Linked DNA regions of Mus musculus: regions 1 and 2 are each linked to region 3. Evidence: chromatin contacts called from public HiChIP or PLAC-seq data. All regions are on one chromosome and are shown on one strand. Each heading gives the region's core, a stretch centred on a gene start, on an enhancer-like site or on the middle of the called end of the contact. The rest is flanking DNA. Distances are from core to core; before and after follow the strand shown. Region 1 has its middle 4.8 kb from the start of Gm34770. Region 2 has its middle 37 kb from the start of Gm34770. Region 3 has its middle 30 kb from the start of Gm34424.

Evidence for each region. HiChIP or PLAC-seq counts read pairs in DNA pulled down with a chosen protein or histone mark.
Region 1: an HNF4G HiChIP or PLAC-seq map of pancreatic cancer cells shows a contact between it and region 3. The contact joins two enhancer-like sites. A contact is called at or near these places in 4 of 115 datasets of contacts at active chromatin or transcription factors (the 230-238 cell line, embryonic stem cells, pancreatic cancer cells and 1 more).
Region 2: a contact with region 3 is called in a RAD21 HiChIP or PLAC-seq map of pro-B cells, with 6 times the contacts expected there. The contact joins two enhancer-like sites. A contact is called at or near these places in 1 of 39 promoter capture datasets (the C10 cell line), 2 of 15 datasets of contacts at CTCF or cohesin (large pre-B cells and pro-B cells), 9 of 484 Hi-C or Micro-C datasets (the 63-12 cell line, the C10 cell line, the G1E-ER4 cell line and 6 more), 8 of 115 datasets of contacts at active chromatin or transcription factors (the 230-238 cell line, CD8 T cells, DN3 thymocytes and 5 more) and 1 of 9 other capture datasets (embryonic stem cells).

What each region holds. Positions count from the first base shown.
Region 1 is chr9:61,664,527-61,667,732 of GRCm38.p6, reverse strand. No RefSeq gene overlaps it. Among named protein-coding and RNA genes, the nearest start is that of Gm34770, 4.8 kb to the right of the region's middle. Within about 2 kb of position 1,447, at least 93 of the 459 cell types and tissues checked have an H3K27ac peak or open chromatin away from gene starts, as enhancers often do. A contact at or near this core is called in the 230-238 cell line and pancreatic cancer cells, where this site is marked.
Region 2 is chr9:61,696,702-61,699,623 of GRCm38.p6, reverse strand. No RefSeq gene overlaps it. Among named protein-coding and RNA genes, the nearest start is that of Gm34770, 37 kb to the right of the region's middle. Within about 2 kb of position 1,508, at least 23 of the 459 cell types and tissues checked have an H3K27ac peak or open chromatin away from gene starts, as enhancers often do. A contact at or near this core is called in the G1E-ER4 cell line and pro-B cells, where this site is marked.
Region 3 is chr9:61,478,115-61,481,370 of GRCm38.p6, reverse strand. No RefSeq gene overlaps it. Among named protein-coding and RNA genes, the nearest start is that of Gm34424, 30 kb to the left of the region's middle. Within about 2 kb of position 1,565, at least 54 of the 459 cell types and tissues checked have an H3K27ac peak or open chromatin away from gene starts, as enhancers often do. A contact at or near this core is called in the 230-238 cell line, the G1E-ER4 cell line, pancreatic cancer cells and 1 more, where this site is marked.

The DNA.
Region 1 (3,206 bases), core at 198-2,697, 190 kb before region 3:
TTCGTGTTTCTCATTTGCATACCTGGAGCTAAGCTAGCTCACTGTGGTGGCTCACTCATTCAACCATTTTGCTTTTGCTTTTGTTTTTAAAGTGCCTGCAGTCTTAGCCAGCACCATGCTGCTGTGGTATTGAGGGAACTTGCCTGGGCACGCAGGGGCTTTCTCATATAGCCACAGAAGGACATCTTTGCTGGTCATGGTTGGAGGGCAGCAGGGGAAGGCCAGATTGTGAACATTTTCCAGCTTTAAAAATGGCTCTGGACAAAGCATAAGCCTGGGCATAGCTAGATTAAAGCTAGGCTTGATTGGCCTGCGGCCATTCTCCTCCTCTTGAGAGAGGGGTTAGTGACTCTTTGGAGCTGAGGTCTAACATCCCACCACTTTGAGAAGGAGGTTCTTTCAATGTCCACTTGACTCAGCCTTGATTCTGGAGGTTCTTCCTGAATGCTCCTTCAAAGGCCTATCTTCCCTCCACAGCTTGCTGTTCCTCTTGCTTATATGGAGCTGGGTGTCTCAGATCTCAGGCTGGATTCAAGAACATCCTCAACCCGCTTTCCTGAGGGCAAAGTATGAGCTCAACAGCCTTTGGCAGCACCCATGACAGGTGCATCACAGACCAGCCAAAGACACCGCAATCCTACAGGCAAAGGAACTAGGACAGGGTCCCTCCCTTTCTAGGCTGGGGACTGGTAGAGTGCCTGAGGAGTGAGCCTGAAGATCTGAGTTCTGTCTCCAGCTGAGTGTTGTGGCATGTGCATGCAAAACTAGTGCAGAGGAGGCAGAGGCAGGGGGATTCCTTGGGCTGGCTGGCCAGCTGGTCTAGCTGAATCAGTGAGCTTCAGGTTCCAATGAGGCCCTGGTTCATTATTAACAGCAAATAAAAACAAGTTGGACGTCTTCTGAGCAACAACACTTGATACTTTAGGTTGACTCCTGATCTTTAGATATATATACACACAGAGACACATACATACAAAGAGACATACACACACATACACACACAGACATACACACAGACACACACAGACACGTACACACAGACACACTCACAGACACATATACACTCAGAGACACACACAGAGACATACACACACAGAGACACATACACAGAGACACACACACACTCACAGACACACACAGACACACACACACACACACACACACACACAGTCTGGACTGGAGGCTCCCAGACTCAAGCTCTCATGGAATCAATCTAATGAGCCCCATGAACACAGATGTCTGAGCCTTCCTTCATTTTCCCCACCTTGCAGCTGGCCTACAGCTTTGCAGTGTGAGCAAACTCCTCAGCTGACTCTGATGCGGGAGCTTGGAGCAAGGCTCTGACGCTCAGTGGTTATCAGAGGGAGAAGGAAGCCCTGAGTCTTCCTGGGCTGGCCTGGCTGTGGTGGGACAGAGAATGCTAGTGGTGGGGACTGATATCTCTTCTGCGAGGACGTGGCAGGATGTGGTTGACCTTAGCGTCCTGTGCAATAGGGAGCCAGGGGACTCAGGGAGAGACTTGGCAGCAGGCTCAGCCAGCATGCTTCTGAGTGCTCGATGGGAAATGAGAGGTGAGCAGAGCTCTGCCTTACCTCCCTTATGAGCCTTAAACTGACACTTTACTTCTTGAAGTCTTGGTGCATCAAGGAGTAAGAAAGAGACATTTGCAAGTATGCCAAGAGGAACTTATGAAGTTGCATGTACAAATAGCCATCTCCCTTATGGAGAAGGGCTTCTTTCAGTGGAGTGATAGTCCCTGCCAAAACATCCAAAGGTCAAGAGGTAGAGTCCTGCCTCAAGGTCGGGCATAGCCAACGACTTAGTCCTCCTGGAGTTGGCATGGCCGAAGCTTGCTCAGTTTGCCAACAGTGGGGCTTCCTGGACTCCTTTCTTAGAAAGGCTGAAGGCTTTGGAAAGAGAAGTGTCCTGGCATAAGGTGGCATGGGACAGCCCACTTGAATTTTATCACCATGCTGCTCTCCTTGTTTGTTTCAAGATGCTCAAAGGAAGGAAGCAGGGGCTGTGGAAGACCTCTCATCAGACACAATACTCTTCCTTGGATTTATTTTTCTCTGAGTTTATCAATCAATTGGGAAACCATCTCTGTTACCTATTGTGTAGAGAGCCCTGTGCTATGTGTGGGAAAACGAGAGGTTGGAAATAAGCCACTGGTTGGTCCCTAGTAGAGAGATGCTCAACAGGCCAGTTGGGAAGATAACGTGTGCATGAGAAGTGAGGGGTGGGGAGATAATGGTGATGCTGCTGATGATGCTGATAATGCTGATGGTGCTGATAGTTACAGGAACAGTAAATAGGAAGAATGAAAATGATGGTCCTGATATTCTCCCACATGCGTGCATGCGGCTACCCAGTCCACAGAGCATGCTTGTCACCAGTATCTTACTTGATGTTCAAAAGTTTAAAAAAAAGGAGGGGGTAGGGTGTTGGGGAGATGGCTTAGCCCGCCATTAAAACCAGGCATGATGGTGAGCACCTGTAATCCCAGAGCTGGGGACGCAGAGACAGCAAGATCCTTAGGAATCACTGTCCTCCTTGCAGAACTGGTAAGCCTCAGTTTCAGGGGAAATCATGTCTCAAAAAACAAGATGGAGAGCGGTAGAGGAAGACACGTCTGATGTCAACCTACATGTGCATGCACACACATGTACTTGGGCTTTCATATCATGAGCATACACACACACACACACACACACACACACACACACACACACACACTTTTTAAAAAAAAAAAACAACTGAGTCGTAATTGTACTGAAGGCCAATCTATCTCTGAGATGAAGAACGAAACGGCTGAGTTGGTCTGGGCTGCTTCCTATTGCCTTAAGGGTGCCATCCCTGAGAGATGATCTCTAAATCCTCTTTACACAAAACCTGGCATCAGAGCATCACAAGAGCAGACGCCTTGTGGAAAATGAGTGTTTCTAGGCCTCCAGGGCTCATGGCTCTGGTGACCTGACAAGCAATGAGTGGATTTAGACAGGAGTGTGCTTGGAAGAGAGAGGTGGAGCTGGGGGTGAAGGCAGCTCCTGGCAGGAAGAGACCTGTGGTCAAGAACTGGGATGAGTGTCCAAGGTGTGTCAGGAAGGAGCCAGACCCAAGTCTGATGGGAAGAGGTATCAAGAAGACTGCCTGCCTGTGCGTCAGAAGAGACAGGCCGAAGACAGTTTCTTCCCAGTGGCTACTGT
Region 2 (2,922 bases), core at 259-2,758, 220 kb before region 3:
TACAGCACCTGTGCGAGGAGCCCCAGAGGTTTGGCCATTCTCCCTCAGTGGGGATGAGGCTTTCTACTTTTTTTTTGGCTCATACGCTGCCTGAAACTGGGTTTCTAAGGGAGATCTTCTAGACTCAGAAGACTCTGCAAGCTTTCTCGTGCATAACGCATTCCTGAAATGGTAGAGGAGGCCAGCTGCAACTGAGGGACACGAGAAAGCATCGTACTGGGTGGGTGTGAACAACATAGGCTTCTGCTTCTATGTGGTGGCCAGCTCGTCGGGGAGAGGCTGTGACTGTGCCCAAGCATACAGCCTCTGGACCTACTTAGTCAGGATCTCAAGCCAAAGTTTGAGTCTCCCAAGCCTCAATTTTCTCATCTGTCTATTGGAACAACAATGGAGGAAGGAGAGGCCATGGTCCACAGAATTTAAAGAGACCAGGGGAGAGCAGCTGGTGCTGACAGGCTCAGCGATGCTTTGTTTTCATTACCAATTGGCTCTCCAAAGCCTCAGCCCAGCCTCGCCTACCTAATTGGCAGCTGTGTTGCATCTAAGATAAGGACCACTACTTTTGGACTCCTACCCCCAAGGTCCCCCTCTAGGATTTATCTTGGGTCTTACCTTCCCTGTGGATGCTCCTTGCAAGAGTCAGTGAACCTTATCATCCCTTTGGGGTCAGATCCATCCTCCTTTGCCACAGCTTTGCAGTGGATCTAGGAGTGAAACTCTCCCTCCCTTTGCCTCCACACTCATGTGCCCCTAGGAGGCCAGCAGGACACTCTAACACAGTCTATGTACCTCAGTGGTGGAACCTCAGTTGTGTTGTGTATCAAGTGGAGGGAGTAACACAAAGGACTTTCCTCAGTAGAGTACAGTGACATACTGCCTAGGAAGGGCTCCCTAATGGTTGGCTATTGCTGTAAATGAAAATTTCAAAATCATGCACATGCTAATGGCTGCATAAACTTCTCTTGTGTGGGTAGATGGTGATTTATTTAACCATCTCCTTGCTTTGGGGGCACTGTGGCTGTCTTTAGTTCTTTGCCGTTACAAATAATTCCACAGCGGACATCTTGTATATAAATCTTTCCATTTATTTCTGATTACTTCCTCAGAAGAGCTCCCCGAGTATTGCCTGTCTTAGAACAAAGTCCTGTCGCCCAGATTTTTCAATGATGCCCTTTGAAATGAAAGCAAAGCCTATTTTCCGTCAGAGAGAGAGAGAGAGAGAGAGAGAGAGAGAGAGAGAGAGAGAGAGAGAGAGAAAGAGAGAGACATATGGAATGGGTTAGGCGAGACTCGGTTTGGGGAAAAGGCAGAAATAGGTTCAAGATGGGATTAGACGTGTGTCAGGATGCCTGACACGGTGCCAGTTACAAAGCTTTCCTCCCAGCTCCTGGCTGGAGGAGAGGCAGGGTCTCGGTCCTCAGGGAGCGCTGATCTCTCTCTGAGACAATTTCAAGGGGCTTTGATGTTCTGAGCGTGGGAGAAACTCAAGTCGTGCGGCTAGCACTGCACTCCTCCAACCAGAAGGGGGCGGTGTGGTCTGTTTCTGTCAGCAGCGAGGCCTTGGCTTTGTTGCTAAGATTGCTCCTTAAAACTTTGGCTCATGTTTGCTATATTTCTCCTGTCTGTTTTTCTTCCCTCCCTCCCACCTTTACACTTTTCACTATCACTTAGATTGCCTTTTTTTCCCCCACCCATTCACTCAGGAGGAAGCTAACATATGCTTGCCTAGGCCAGACATCAAGACTGCTTTCAGACCCGCGCTGGATCCCAGCATGCTCAGAGACTCTGCCTCACACACATCAAACAGATTAAATACTTTTTTTTTCCTGTGAAAAATTATGACTTATTTTTATAACTTTGCTTTTGAAATTCTTTGGCTACAAGTAATTCATTTGATGTAGAATTGGCTTTGATTTCTCAGCAATTATCAGGGGGGCTCAGGAATTCTTGCAAAGTGAGAAAAATCTAACCTGCACATCGTTCTGAAACGTAATGAAATTTTTACGAATACTAAATGAAGCCCTTAATGAGGCTGATGGAAGATTTTGTTTGGGAGACATTTCATTAAAATTTTATTAATTTCCATTGTAAAGTTTCCCCTTTATGTTTCAGAGCCAATGGTTTTGGTGTGTGTGTGTGTGTGTGTGTGTGTGTGTGTGTGTGTGTGTGTTGATTTTTATCTCAAACCCTCTAGTGCCTAATGGATAGAGTGTTCTACCCAGCTTGGGACTGAAGAGTCTGCTCTTTGCACAGAGCCTCCAGGACTCCAAGAGACTGAAAAGTCAAAGCACTGTTATCATGGAATGTGTCAGAGAACCCTGAAAAAAACACCGAGGAAAAGGTGGCCAGTGTGTAACTGGAGTTCCAGCATAGAAGACCCGGTTCTCACACAGCCTTAAAAGGCTAGGCTCAGCCATTGGTCTGAATACACCATAAGACATGTAATCCTGAAAAGCAGAGAAAGATTTTATCAACTGTCTGGAAGAAGGAAGTTCAATGGCCATGAATCTGTCCTCAGGACACCTATGTGAACTTTAGATTTAAGTAGAGGAAGAACTGGACGGGGTGGGAGGGGAGGCGTGCATAACTAAGCAGTCTTGAGCAAGGTGTGGTCCTACAAAGTGGTCCAATAAATAGAGTCTATGATCTGGTCTGTGTCACCTGATCAGATACAAGGTGTGCCGTTTCCATGGTAGATATTTTTGTTTTCATCTTGTAGGTCATTCATCCTGCAGGGACTGGCCATCCCTGGAATCTAAGGTGACTGCAGGTTTAGGACAATGAGTTAGTTATCTTTGTGTTTCCAGTCTGGAAGAGGAAAGAAATAGGGTAGGTAGCCAGACACTCTCTGAGTGGGTAATGTGTCTATGAAGAGTCAATCATGAGTCTGACCAGAAATAAAAGAGGCACACACACAAAACA
Region 3 (3,256 bases), core at 316-2,815:
CTTGCAACGTGAGTGTCAGGACATGAGTTCCATTCTAGCACCAGATAGATAGATAGATAGATAGACAGACAGACAGACAGACAGACAGACAGACAGACAGACAGATAGATAGATAGATAGGCAGGCAGGCAGGCAGGCAGGCAGGCAGGCAGGCAGGCAGGCAGGGAGGCAGGCAGGCAGGCAGGCAGGCAGGCAGGCAGGCAGGCAGGCAGGCAGGCAGATATACCAACCTGGTGACACAATTTATAATCTCAGATTTTGAGAAGTAAAGTCAGGCAGATCCCTGGGACTCACAGGCCAGGCAGCCTAGCTGAATTTCTAAGTTTCAGGTCATTGAGAGACCTGTAAGACGAACTGTGCCTGAGAAACAACATTTGAGGTTGACCTCTGGGCTCTACACACACATGTGTATGTCCATGCTTGCACCCCTGTACCCCATGTGTACATACACACCCAATGAAAAAACCAACCCCACAGTACTTATTATCCCCTAGACAAACTAAGTATCTAAAAGCCAATAACAAGAAATACAGAAGAAGAAAACCAACAACACTTGCTGGGGCTGTGCTGGCTCACTATTGTGGCAGCATGCAAAGCCTCCTATAATGTGAGCTGCCTTCATCTCCCTAAGCAGGATGGAAAGTCTTCAATGCCTTAGGTCGGTCCTTTAGTAAAGCAGGAGTGGTGGAGCATCCGTACACACCCCTGGTGCTCCAGGAGCCACACCCATGAAGAATGTGGCACCCTTGAGGTCTAGAACAAGACAAGCAACAGGTTCAAGCCCTGGCCTGTATCTGGATGTCTTGGGAGCTTCAACTTCATTCTATAAACATCAGGGAGATTGCCTTGAACTGGATGAGGAGGCCTCACTGGGTGGATGGCCACTGTAAGACTTCGGCAGCTAAGTGAAAGGATGCTCCAGGGGCATGGCTGTCCTGAAAATGGGTATCAAAGACATCGTGTGTGCGTGTCTGTGTATGTGTGTGTATGTATGTGTATGTAGGTATATGTGTGTGTCTATGTGGGTGTATGTTTTTGTGTGTGCATGTTTATGTGTATTTGTGTGTATGGGTATGTAGGTATATGCATTTGTGTGTGTGTATGTTTATGTATATATGTGTATATGTTTGTGTGTGTGTGTGTGTGTGTGTGTCTGTATAAGTGTGAGGTGGTCAGAGGACAACTTTCAGAAATTCTTTCTTTCCTCTCACCACATGAGTCCCAGTCATTGAACTCAAGATGTCAGACTTGTCACCAAGCTCCTGCTAAAGTCATCTCAGCAGCCCCATAAGGGTGATCTCTCCAAGTGAGCACACAGCAAGCAGCCTGGCACACTGACGAGCTACTGTCCACAGCAGCCTGGCACAGCGAGCTTCGCCCATGTCCAGCACTTGGATGACATTCCGTCTACCATGTCCTCAGCAGGGGATGACTTGCTCAGGAACAGCCTGAGGCTCCTCTCCTCTGTGTACCTGCTTCCCCTCCCCCTACCTACTATTAGAGCTTGTCACCTCCTGGGAAAACAAGACACACTCGCCAGCAACCACAGTGAGTCAGCAGACAGCGGGTGGCATGCCTGTGAGCATGGCAGACGATCACACAGGAAAGCCCTGAATAGTCCAGAGGGCCAGTGCTCTCTAGGTTGTGTCTCTCAGCAAGAGCCTGCCCCAGGCTACAAACAGAGCTGGCACAATCTCTGATCAAACTCCCAAACACTGGGTCCAGGCCTTTGAACTAAAGAGATGGGGAGGGAAAGGGAGAGAGGACATCCGAAGCTTTCTAACCCCCGAGGCTGTGCCCGGGGATGTTAAAAGTTCTAAGTCCATCAACTAAACAGAAAGCAAAAGAATATTGGAGAGAAATGAATAAATCTCAAGTGTCTGGGGTTTTGTCTTGTAGGAAGCCTTTAATTTTTTCTGTTTATTAGTGTGTGGTATGTATGTGGGTGCACACATGCATGGTGCATATGAGGTCGGAGGAGTATATGTGTATATGTGTATATGTGTGGGTGTTGGTTTTCTCTTTCCACCTTTGTTTGGGTCCTGAGGATCAAATCCAGGCTTGGCGGCAAGTGCCCTTTACCCCACTAAGCTGTCTTCCCAAGCCCAGAGCCTCTGCTTCTGACCCGGCACGGATCTTTTCATTTCATGCTGCATGCTCTCTGGAGGATTCGCTGTCCCATTTCTACGGAAGCACCTGCCTGTCCCCAGGATGAGAGCACCAGCAGACTCGGGGCCCTTGTTGCTGAGGCTCCCCTGGGAGCTTGTTAGAAATACAGAACCCGGACCCAGCCCAGCCAAGGGAGAATTTGCATTTAGCAAGGACCCAGGTGTTCCGGGTTCTCATGTGTTTGAAAAGCTGCATGAGCTCTGAGGAATGAGTTTCCCATGTGAGGTGCACTCATCCTGGTGGGAGGGGCTACGTACCCAGTGTGAAGAGATACCAGAGGAAATGCTTGCTAGTTAATAGCTTTTTAACTGTAACGGCTGTGAATAGCAAATAACATCATTCACAGGAACGGCGAATCAATATGGATTGCTGCTCTTAATTACTCTCTGTGTGTGTGTGTGTGTGTGTGTGTGTGTGTGTGTGTGTGTGTGTGTGTGTATGCACGCGCATATGCATGCGCACGTGTAGGTTCGCAAGTGTATGTGGTAGGTTTATCTGTGTGCGTGTATGTGTATGCAAGTGTGTGTATGGGTTTACATGTGTGTGCATATGTGTATGTGTGTGCATGTGTGTACGTGGTTTCACATATGTGTTTGTGTAGGTTCACAGTGTGTGTGGGTTCACATATGTGTGTGTATGTGTAGGTTCAAGTGGGGGTTTCACCTGTGTGTGTGTGGGGTCACATGTGTGTGTGTAGAGGTCTGAGGACAACCCTTCTTTGGGAGTCACCTACCTTTTCTTTCTAGACTATGTCTCTTGTTGACCTGGAATTCAAAAACAACCCCCAGGGGCCCATCCCGCCATGTTCCTCTCAAGTACAACAACAACAACAACAGTAATAGTAAAAATTTAAAGGCACCAACCTTGGCTGGGGTGATAGCCCAATCCATAAATGATCGCTGTGCAGACATTAAGACCTGCACTTAGTCCTAAGAATTTAGGAATAAAAAAGTCCAGGCATCACTGGTAGAGACTGTAATCCCAGCATTGGGGAGACAGAGATGGATTCTACAGCGCCCTTGAGGAGGTTAGAGAGCAGCTTCAGGAGTTAGCTCTCTCCTTCCAAGATGTGGGCCCTAGGGATCAA